3 separate regions of the Mus musculus genome follow, and all the other regions are linked to region 3. Evidence: chromatin contacts called from public promoter capture Hi-C data. All regions are on one chromosome and are shown on one strand. Each heading gives the region's core, a stretch centred on a gene start, on an enhancer-like site or on the middle of the called end of the contact. The rest is flanking DNA. Distances are from core to core; before and after follow the strand shown.

Evidence for each region. Promoter capture Hi-C pulls out the DNA fragments that hold promoters and counts their contacts. Capture Hi-C pulls out chosen DNA fragments and counts their contacts.
Region 1: a contact with region 3 is called in a promoter capture Hi-C map of hematopoietic stem and progenitor cells, with 4 times the contacts expected there. The contact joins the enhancer-like site here to the promoter of Esyt3 in region 3. A contact is called at or near these places in 10 of 39 promoter capture datasets (the C10 cell line, the HPC-7 cell line, the SN4741 cell line and 6 more), 1 of 15 datasets of contacts at CTCF or cohesin (the NIH/3T3 cell line), 4 of 484 Hi-C or Micro-C datasets (the F1.1 cell line, cochlea, nephron progenitors and 1 more), 4 of 115 datasets of contacts at active chromatin or transcription factors (differentiating embryonic stem cells, embryonic forebrain, embryonic stem cells and 1 more) and 3 of 9 other capture datasets (adipose tissue, liver and pancreatic islet).
Region 2: a promoter capture Hi-C map of liver shows a contact between it and region 3. The contact joins the promoter of Dzip1l here to the promoter of Esyt3 in region 3. A contact is called at or near these places in 1 of 39 promoter capture datasets (HPC-7-derived erythroid cells), 1 of 115 datasets of contacts at active chromatin or transcription factors (pancreatic cancer cells) and 2 of 9 other capture datasets (liver and pancreatic islet).

The regions. Positions count from the first base shown.
Region 1 is chr9:99,080,115-99,082,814 of GRCm38.p6, forward strand. All of the region lies in intron 8 of Pik3cb (phosphatidylinositol-4,5-bisphosphate 3-kinase catalytic subunit beta), which reads right to left. Among named protein-coding and RNA genes, the nearest start is that of Gm1123, 46 kb to the left of the region's middle. Within about 2 kb of position 1,402, at least 21 of the 459 cell types and tissues checked have an H3K27ac peak or open chromatin away from gene starts, as enhancers often do. A contact at or near this core is called in hematopoietic stem and progenitor cells, where this site is marked.
Region 2 is chr9:99,628,159-99,630,858 of GRCm38.p6, forward strand. It overlaps Dzip1l (DAZ interacting protein 1-like), which reads left to right and starts at 1,373. Exons shown (of 16, transcript NM_028258.4): 1 at 1,373-1,511.
Region 3 is chr9:99,357,127-99,359,826 of GRCm38.p6, forward strand. Esyt3 (extended synaptotagmin-like protein 3) reads right to left here and starts at 1,404. Exons shown (of 23, transcript NM_177775.3): 1 at 925-1,404. The coding sequence starts at 1,263.

The DNA of each region.
Region 1 (2,700 bases), core at 152-2,651, 280 kb before region 3:
CACAACCCTGCCTCCAAATCCAGTAATTCAGTGTAATGGGCCATGAGCTACGGGAAGCAGGACCACTGGTTTCTTTTCGTAGCTATTAAAAAGGGCAGGGATGAACAGCTGATGAAGTAGTGGCCAACCCAGCGTCCATGTGAACTACGAGCTAAGAATTTTTGTTGTTGTTTTTAAATTAAATTTTATATGTGTAGATGTTTGCCTGCACATAAGTCTGTGTGTCCCCTGGAATTAGAGTCACAAGTGGTTATTAGCTGCTATCTAGGTGCTGGAAATTGAACCCTGGCATTCTGGAACAGCAGGCAGTTTTCTTTTTCTTTTTTCTTTTTTTTTAAGATCTATCTATCTATCTATCTATCTATCTATCTATCTATCTAGTATATGTGTGTATACTGTAGTTCTCTTCATCTATCTATCTATCTATCTATCTATCTATCTATCTATCTATCTATCTATCTATCTATTATATGTGTGTACACTGTAGCTGTCTTCAGACACTCCAGAAGAGGGCATCAGATTTTTGTTACAGATGGTTGTGAGTCACCATGTGGTTGCTGGGATTTGAACTCAGGACCTTTGGAAGAGCCGTCTCCCCAGCCCGCAGGCAGTTTTCTTAACCACTGAGCCATCTCTCCAGCTACTATAGTTTTGTTGTTTGAATTCATATACATGAGTGTATTTCCTTGTACACATGTAAGCACACTGTATGACTGTCAGGTGTTTGCAGAGGCCAAAAGAGGGCACCAAATCCCCTGGAATGCAGTTAAGACAGTCATGAGCTGCCATATGGGGTCTGGGAACCAAAGCTGAGTCCTGTAAAAGAGCAGGTAGTACTCTTAACTGCTGCACCAACTCCACACCTACCTTGTTAGAGAACTTTGATTAAGAGTTCAAAGTAGACATGAATAATTAATCCCTGGCCACTGGTCATTACATTGGTCTCTAGTCTCTTGCCTAATCTTGTGGTCATCAAGTGAGACCAGGATTTAGCCCACATTAGTGGTTCCTCTGATAACTAGCCCTTATCCTAGAGCTATGTAGGGTTAGGGGCTTTTTAGCTACTGGTAAACTCATTAATTTAAAAACAATATCAACAGAACAAGATGAAACTCTTCAACCACTACACAGACACGAAGAGTTTTGGAAGTTCTCTCAGAACTAGGGACTGGGTCAATTTGTATACTAAAAGATCCTCCAGTCAGATACAGTGATGCTCTCATGATTCCAGCACTTGAGATGTGACAGAGGGAAGAACGAGTTTTCAAAGCCAGCCTGTGCTACATATCCTACCCTCACACTGGCCAACTTGCTCACCATAATTAGGATTCTCCTGTCATTCAGGAAATGACACAGGCTTTGCAAGCTCTGTGCCAGAGACCACATTTTAATTTGTTACATCACAATCTGTCAAGGGAAGCTTTGCTCTGACTTAGAGAGGAAAACTACCCAGGCATGCGGTGGTGGTGATGATGGCTACATTAAATGTGCAAACTCACCACACAAAGTATTTAGTGTCCCAGACAATAAAGAAGGAAGACAAACGGACAGAGCTTATCTTGCTACTTACACATATTTTAATTGATTAGGATTGCCACATCACAAGGCTAGGAGGTACTGTGATGAATGCCTACATGTAATGCAGAATCCGCCCGTGTCAGGTTAGGGTACCACAGCAGCCTCTGGAAGCTGCACGCTGAGACCCTTTGCCAATATGAAAAGGTTCCCATGACTACGTCTTTAGGTGGTGTGGTGTTTCTGAACTGTGCCCTTCTCTTTCCTTCCTGAGACCCAGACTATGATCCTGTCAGACCTCCTGGAACTGCCTCACTGTGGGCCCTTGAAACCCACAGCACTCTGCACATCACTCTTGGTTCTCCTCTTTAAGTTTACTAACACTTCCTTCTTGACGCCATTCTGCAACCAAATCAGTTAATTTGTACATAATATACTGTAATCTTTAGGTCTGGGAATTTTAGATTGTTTCCAATATCCCAGGAAAATTGAAGTCTAGAATTCAACTTACTATGCATTGGAAAATGACCTTCAATTCTTGATTATCTGCCTCTACCCCCCCAAGTACTAGGACTATAGACAAGAGCCACCCTGCCTCTTAGCTTCTTGATTCCGGTCTTTGTGTTTGGGGAGCTGTTAGGCTCTATAGCCCAGGCTAGCCTGGGTATCATCCTGCCTCCTCTCTCAAGTAATGGGATCATACGAGTGTGTCGTCATTCAGTTTAGCTTTGGTTTCTCAGCTGAGACTTCCGTCCTTTACATATTCTGTCTCTGTGACACCTGCATCACGTCAGCATTCCATTTGATGACTGTCACTGACCATACAACCTGGAGTTTTCTTGGTTTTTTGTACGCCAAGTGTTTCTCAATTGTACCTCAGACAGTCTATTAGTAATGAAATGCTGGGTTGTGTGCACATCCAGTGCAGAGCCCTGCCTTTTTATCTGAGGCACCTCAATGAGCCTTCTCAGTCACTTACAGCTCCAATACTTCAGTGCTTGTGTAGGGCTACTGCGCATGTGCACATACCAACCAGTCTGAGAATGAAGGCAGAGGTCCTCACATGCACAGTCAAGGAATAAGATGAACAGCATATGAAAGTTAACTGTACTTTCCAAACTCCACTTATTCTGTAATCTTACAAGTAATTTACTGTAACTCCAGGATCTTTCTCATCCAACCAGA
Region 2 (2,700 bases), core at 123-2,622, 270 kb after region 3:
ACAGTAGTCTAAATGGACTAAGACAAATCTGGTCCATGTAATAACACATGCCAGTATTTCCTTCCTCATTAAGGGTGAATGATATTCCATTGTATGTGTAAGCCACGTGTTCTTAGCCAATCAGCTGCCCATGGGCGCTTGGATTACTTCCACATTTTGGCTGTTGTAAATAATGTTATTATTTTATTGTACATTGTGTGTGTGTGCGCGCACGCACATATCTGTATATACAGATGTCAGAGGACAAGTTTCAGGAGTTGTTTCCTTCCACGGTGTGGGTTACAGGAATCCAATCCAGGATATCCGACTTGATGACAAAGCCCTTTACCTGCTGAGCCATTTTGACAGCTCATTAAATACAAGTGTCCAAGAGTTTGTTTGGGGTCTTGCTTTAAGCTTCTTTGGATATAGATCTAGACATGTGCCTTATTTATTATTCTGTTGCTGAGAAGAGACCCCATGACCAAGGTAACTCTTATGAAAAAGAAAAGTACTTAACTGGAGGCTTGCTTACAGTATCAGAGGCTTAGTCCATTTATCATAATTGCAGGGAGTATGGTAGCAGGCAGGCCTGGTGTTGGAGAAATAGTTAAGAGTTACATCCTGACCCACCTGACCCGTAAGGGTGGGCGAAGACTGGGTCTGACATGGGCGTTTTGAAACCTCAAAGCCCACCTCCAGTGTCACACTTTCTCCAACAAGGCTATACCTCCTAATCCTTGTAATATTTTCAAATAGTGCTGAATCATGGCAAACCATTTTGTTTCCCACAGTGGCAGTACCATTTTGAATTCCCATCAATAACGCACAGAAATTTGAGTTTCTCCCCACCCTTGGCAACGTTTATTCCTAGGGCTTTTGTCCTTGCTGTCCCCAAGATGCAGAGCTTGGCATTTTGAAGCTGTGTTGAGAGAAAGGCCCTAAGATACAACAAACCCTCCCAGAACTTAAAGTCACGAGATGAGAGTCCCAACGAGAGGGGGCAGGGATCTATAATCAGGAGAGAAAATATAATACCCCCAACTCCTGCCGGAGCTTTCTGGGCAACGTTAATGGATAAGGGATCTGAAAGGTGATTGCCATCTGATCAAATTGGAGCACACCTATGGGTCTCCTAATGTGGCTCAGGTCAAATTCCTTTAATTTTGCGGGCTTGCCAACAGTCGCTGCATCCTGCCATGTGAAGTGAAGGGATGGTGACAGAGTCTGTCCTGCCGCTCATCAAGGCCTGGGAACTTGGATGCTGGATTTCCTTAACGAATTCAAAGCAGCACTCCCTCCTTCCCCCCAACCCCCCTCCCTTGCAACTCTAAAAATAGCTGTTCCCGGGCTCTGGGGAGAGGCTCCGCCTCTGCTGTGGGTGGATGGGCTGGGGGTAGGGGTTGGGGTGGGAAGCACCGCAGACCCCAGGCCTGAGCTACTGGCGGGGAGAGACGCGTAGGGTCCGCGCGGCTGGCAGCATCCTCGGGCTGCACTGTAGGAGATGGAGTGAGTCTGGACTTGCGGATGGGGTGAGTCGGGACGTGGGAACCTCTAAGACCTCCAGTCGCCGGCCCTTGTTCCGGGTGACCCCCAGACTGCCACAGGCCTCCCAGGAAAACTATGTCTGGAATCCAGCGGGGAGCCGCCGGAGGGAGCGCGGTTCCAGGCGGAGCTACTTGGCCGCTGCGCGCGCAGGTTAAACATTAGTGGCTGCGGTAGCCAAGCGAGGAAAGGAGCTGCGTGGTCGAGGGTGCTTCACGACGTCCCGCTCCCTGTGCCTCCATCCCTTTATCCCAGCGGCTTCGGATTGTGCAGGACTGAGGTACCCTGCGGGGGGGAAGAGCTCGCATGCCAGGAGACACGGAGGCGCGGAATGGGGGATGTCTGACACCCAACCCTCGGCGTTTTCAGGAGTGTGGTCTTGGGAAATGCAGTTTTTGAAAACAGTAAAGCGATCTAAGGGACTGCAGATCCGAGTTCTGTGGGAAGTGGGGTTCGGTTACTAACGAGATGATTTTTAAATAAAGATTGGCGTGTCTAGGTTCCTCCGCTTCCGGTCCCGGGCTGAAGTTTAACGGGAGCACAGACTTAGGGGTGGATGAGAGTAGAAGTCCACAGGGCAAGTGTGTACCAGGCAGGATCAGAGGACAGGGCCTGGTAGAATTGCCTTCACAACGGTCCTGAAGGGCCCAGGGCCGGTGCTGTCCTGGCCATGTCTCCAGGAATTGGTTTCTAACAGGATTAGGCCTAGGGAGTGTGAGATGTTCCAACCCTGCTCTCCCATCTGTCTGTAAGTGTTCAGCAAGATGGTCACTTCCTTCCCCAAGGTGTGGTCTGGCAGGGGAAAACTACCCTGCTCAGAGAAGGTTGTCTGTCTGTCTGCTTGCTCCCTCCTGTGGAAATGGTTTTAGATCATTAAAGTACAGAACCTTCCTAATGCTGCAGGCCTTTAATACAGTTCCTCATGTTATAGTGATTCCCCCAGCCATAAAGTTATTTCATTCTGCTTCATAACTGTAATGTCGTTACGGTTATGAATTGTTAATGTAAATATCGGACATGAAAAATACCTGAGATTCCTCGGGGGTCGCGACCCACAGGTTGAGAACCACTGTTTTAGCTGCATGCCTTAAATTGAGAACAGAAATCTTGTGCATTTGGGAGCTGAACTTCTTTTGTTTGTGCCACTCAGAACACTTCAGAGGAGAAGGGGAGCCC
Region 3 (2,700 bases), core at 154-2,653:
CTAGATATGGTGATCTTGAACTAATCACCTACAGGATACTAAGTTTCTGTTGTCCAAACCACCACATCTGTGGTACTTTGCTGCAATGGCCTTAACAAACTACATACAGGCAAGACTTAATTTCCAAATGAGATTAATAAGCCATGCTAACGTTCTCTTCTCAATCACAGACAGGTGTGATGCTCATAGATTCAGCTGCGTTTTAGAGTTCAGGCCACACGCAAAACATTCAAGCCAGCCGAAATTAGGAGTCTGGGGGGGCCTCCGCATATCTCCCCTGGGAGTCTGAGATACAAGATACTCAGGGAAGCAGAAGCCTCCAGCTCCAGGGGGCAGATCTGTCACACACTAACCCTCTGAAACGGACTCCTTTGGTCAATGTTTGCGAAACATCCAATCCTAAACGTCCTTGTTCCCCACCCGAGGAATTAAGCTGGGGGTACAGATTTTGTTTTTACGTGAACCAGGTGGGGTTCTCAGGACCAGATGCATTTGAGAAACCATAGCCATGCCAACCGCCACCAGGAAGCGGGTTTGTCTCTGGACTACGAGTGTGCACACGGCCCGCTCAAGCCCATGGCATAAGAAGGGAGAGGACAGTGGTCCACGCAGTATCCCGGCTTGCTCTGCGGAGCACTCCTGCCAGCTCTCGGCTGAAGGCGACCAGAGCCCTGTGCTCCTGTCACTGCTGTATGTGTCTATATACGTGTCACGCCCTTCGCTAGTTCTTAAATCAACAGGCGGGTGGAAGAAGCGCCCTGTTTCCTACGCGAGCAACTTTGCGGAGTCCTGGACGCCCAGTTTTGATCCTGGGTGTGTCCCACCTCCGACTCTTCTCTGAAGCCCGGCCCTTGCGTGAAGACCCGGGAGTACGCCCCAGCTCCCCCCTCGGAAACCCACAGCCCTCCGCCGGGCCCGGCTTACCCAGGCTGGCAAATGCTGGCCCCGCAGCTCACGGCTGATGAACTCGCGCTCGTGCTCCAGGAATTCGAAGGCGGCCTCCAAGCGCCCCAGCTTCCCGCGGCGGTTCCGGCGCCACCACATCCAGAGCAGGGCGCCAAGCAGCAGCCAGGTGACGCTGAGCCCCAGGTAGCCCGCCAGGTAGACCGGTGCCAGGTAGAAAAGGACGCGCGCCACGAAGCTGTAGAGCTCGGGCAGTAGCTGGCCCGACAGGCGCGGTCCGGGGTCCCGCGAGCGCTGGCCTCTCTCCGGGACGTCAGGACCGCCGGGCGCGCTCGGGGCGCAGGGCTCCTCCGGCTGCATCTCGCTGTCGCCGGCTTGTCCTCTCTAGAAGCTTCACCCCAGCTCAGGTTGGTGCACCCCCTATGCCGGCGCACATCTGTCCTCAAGGCACGAGGACTCCGCAGCCGCGCAGCTCCTGCTCCGCCAGCCTCTCCAAGCTCTGAGCTCGGGTTCTACCAGCTCCGGACTGCGGAGTCTGGGCATAAGGCCAGAGGGGTGGAGCTCTGGCAGGCAGGGAAATCCGGAAGTCTCCGCCACCAGGGGCGTGCCCAGGTGAAAAGGGGCGGGGTCAACCCGATGAGGCCTTGAGGGCATCCTGGGATCCCACTGTCTGGCATAAATGTCAACAGAAGGGGTGCAGTTGTCATTTGGGGTGAGCTAAGCGTTACTCTTCACATCAACCCAACACGGGTAAACATCACCTAAAACCTGTTCCTTACACACAGTATCATCTGGACTTTTTGCGGGGTGTCCTAGGCCAGCACTGCGTTGGATCTGACCCAAAGTCTGGGACCACTCCCAGCTGGTCCTTAAAGCCTTGCTTTTCTCTCTTAAACTATTTGTTACTTAAGCCATCTGGACCCAGCTCCCAGCACAGTCAAACTGAGCTTAGGGACCATTCTCTACCCCACCCCCACTCCCATCCTCAGCGTCATTTTAAAAACCCTGTCTGCAGGGGAGTTGGTCAGTGCCTTTCCTTTCTGGGACTGGGAGCGTCCAGGAAACCGGCCATCTTCACTCATAGTCATTTACTCTCTCTTGGTGCACCCAGAGAGGGCAAGCGACCTGCGAATGGAAAAAGAAAGAGGAAGCCAGCCTTGAGGTGCTTCGGAATCTATGAGCCTTCTGCTTTCGTGTCGCCCAGGCCGAACGATCAGACCAAGAGAAGCAAGGCTCCGTAAATTCAGACAGTGACTCACCTTGCGGATGGCACAGATTGTAGGCGCCTATACAGGAGATCACAGAAATGGACGGATGGTGAGACAGAGTCAAGAGGAGAACAGGCCTGATTTGGGGTAATTTCATTCTCTTTCCACAATCGTTGAAAGGCTTAGCCCCATGAACAATCAAAAGATGAGTGTGTTCTCTTTCTTGCACCCTTCCCCGCTTCCTATCTCTTCCTCTGGATAAAATTACTTGCTGCAAGGGGTTGGAGAGATGGCTCCTCGGCTAGAACTCTTACTGCTCAAGCAGAGGACACTAATTCAGGTCCCAGCACATACAAGAGGCTCGCCAAGTTCAAATAACTCCAGCTCCAGGGGATGGTCTTGGATACCACATTCATACATATAATTTTAAATTAAGAATAAATCTCCAAAAACTTATTTATCAGAGTAAGGTTTTACAACAATGGGAATGCTGCCGGAGGTCAGAATACCTGAATCTCCTTCCTCTGCTCTTGGTCATCTTCTTCTCAGGCTACCCTGGGATATCAACCACAAAGCCCCTCCTTCCAAG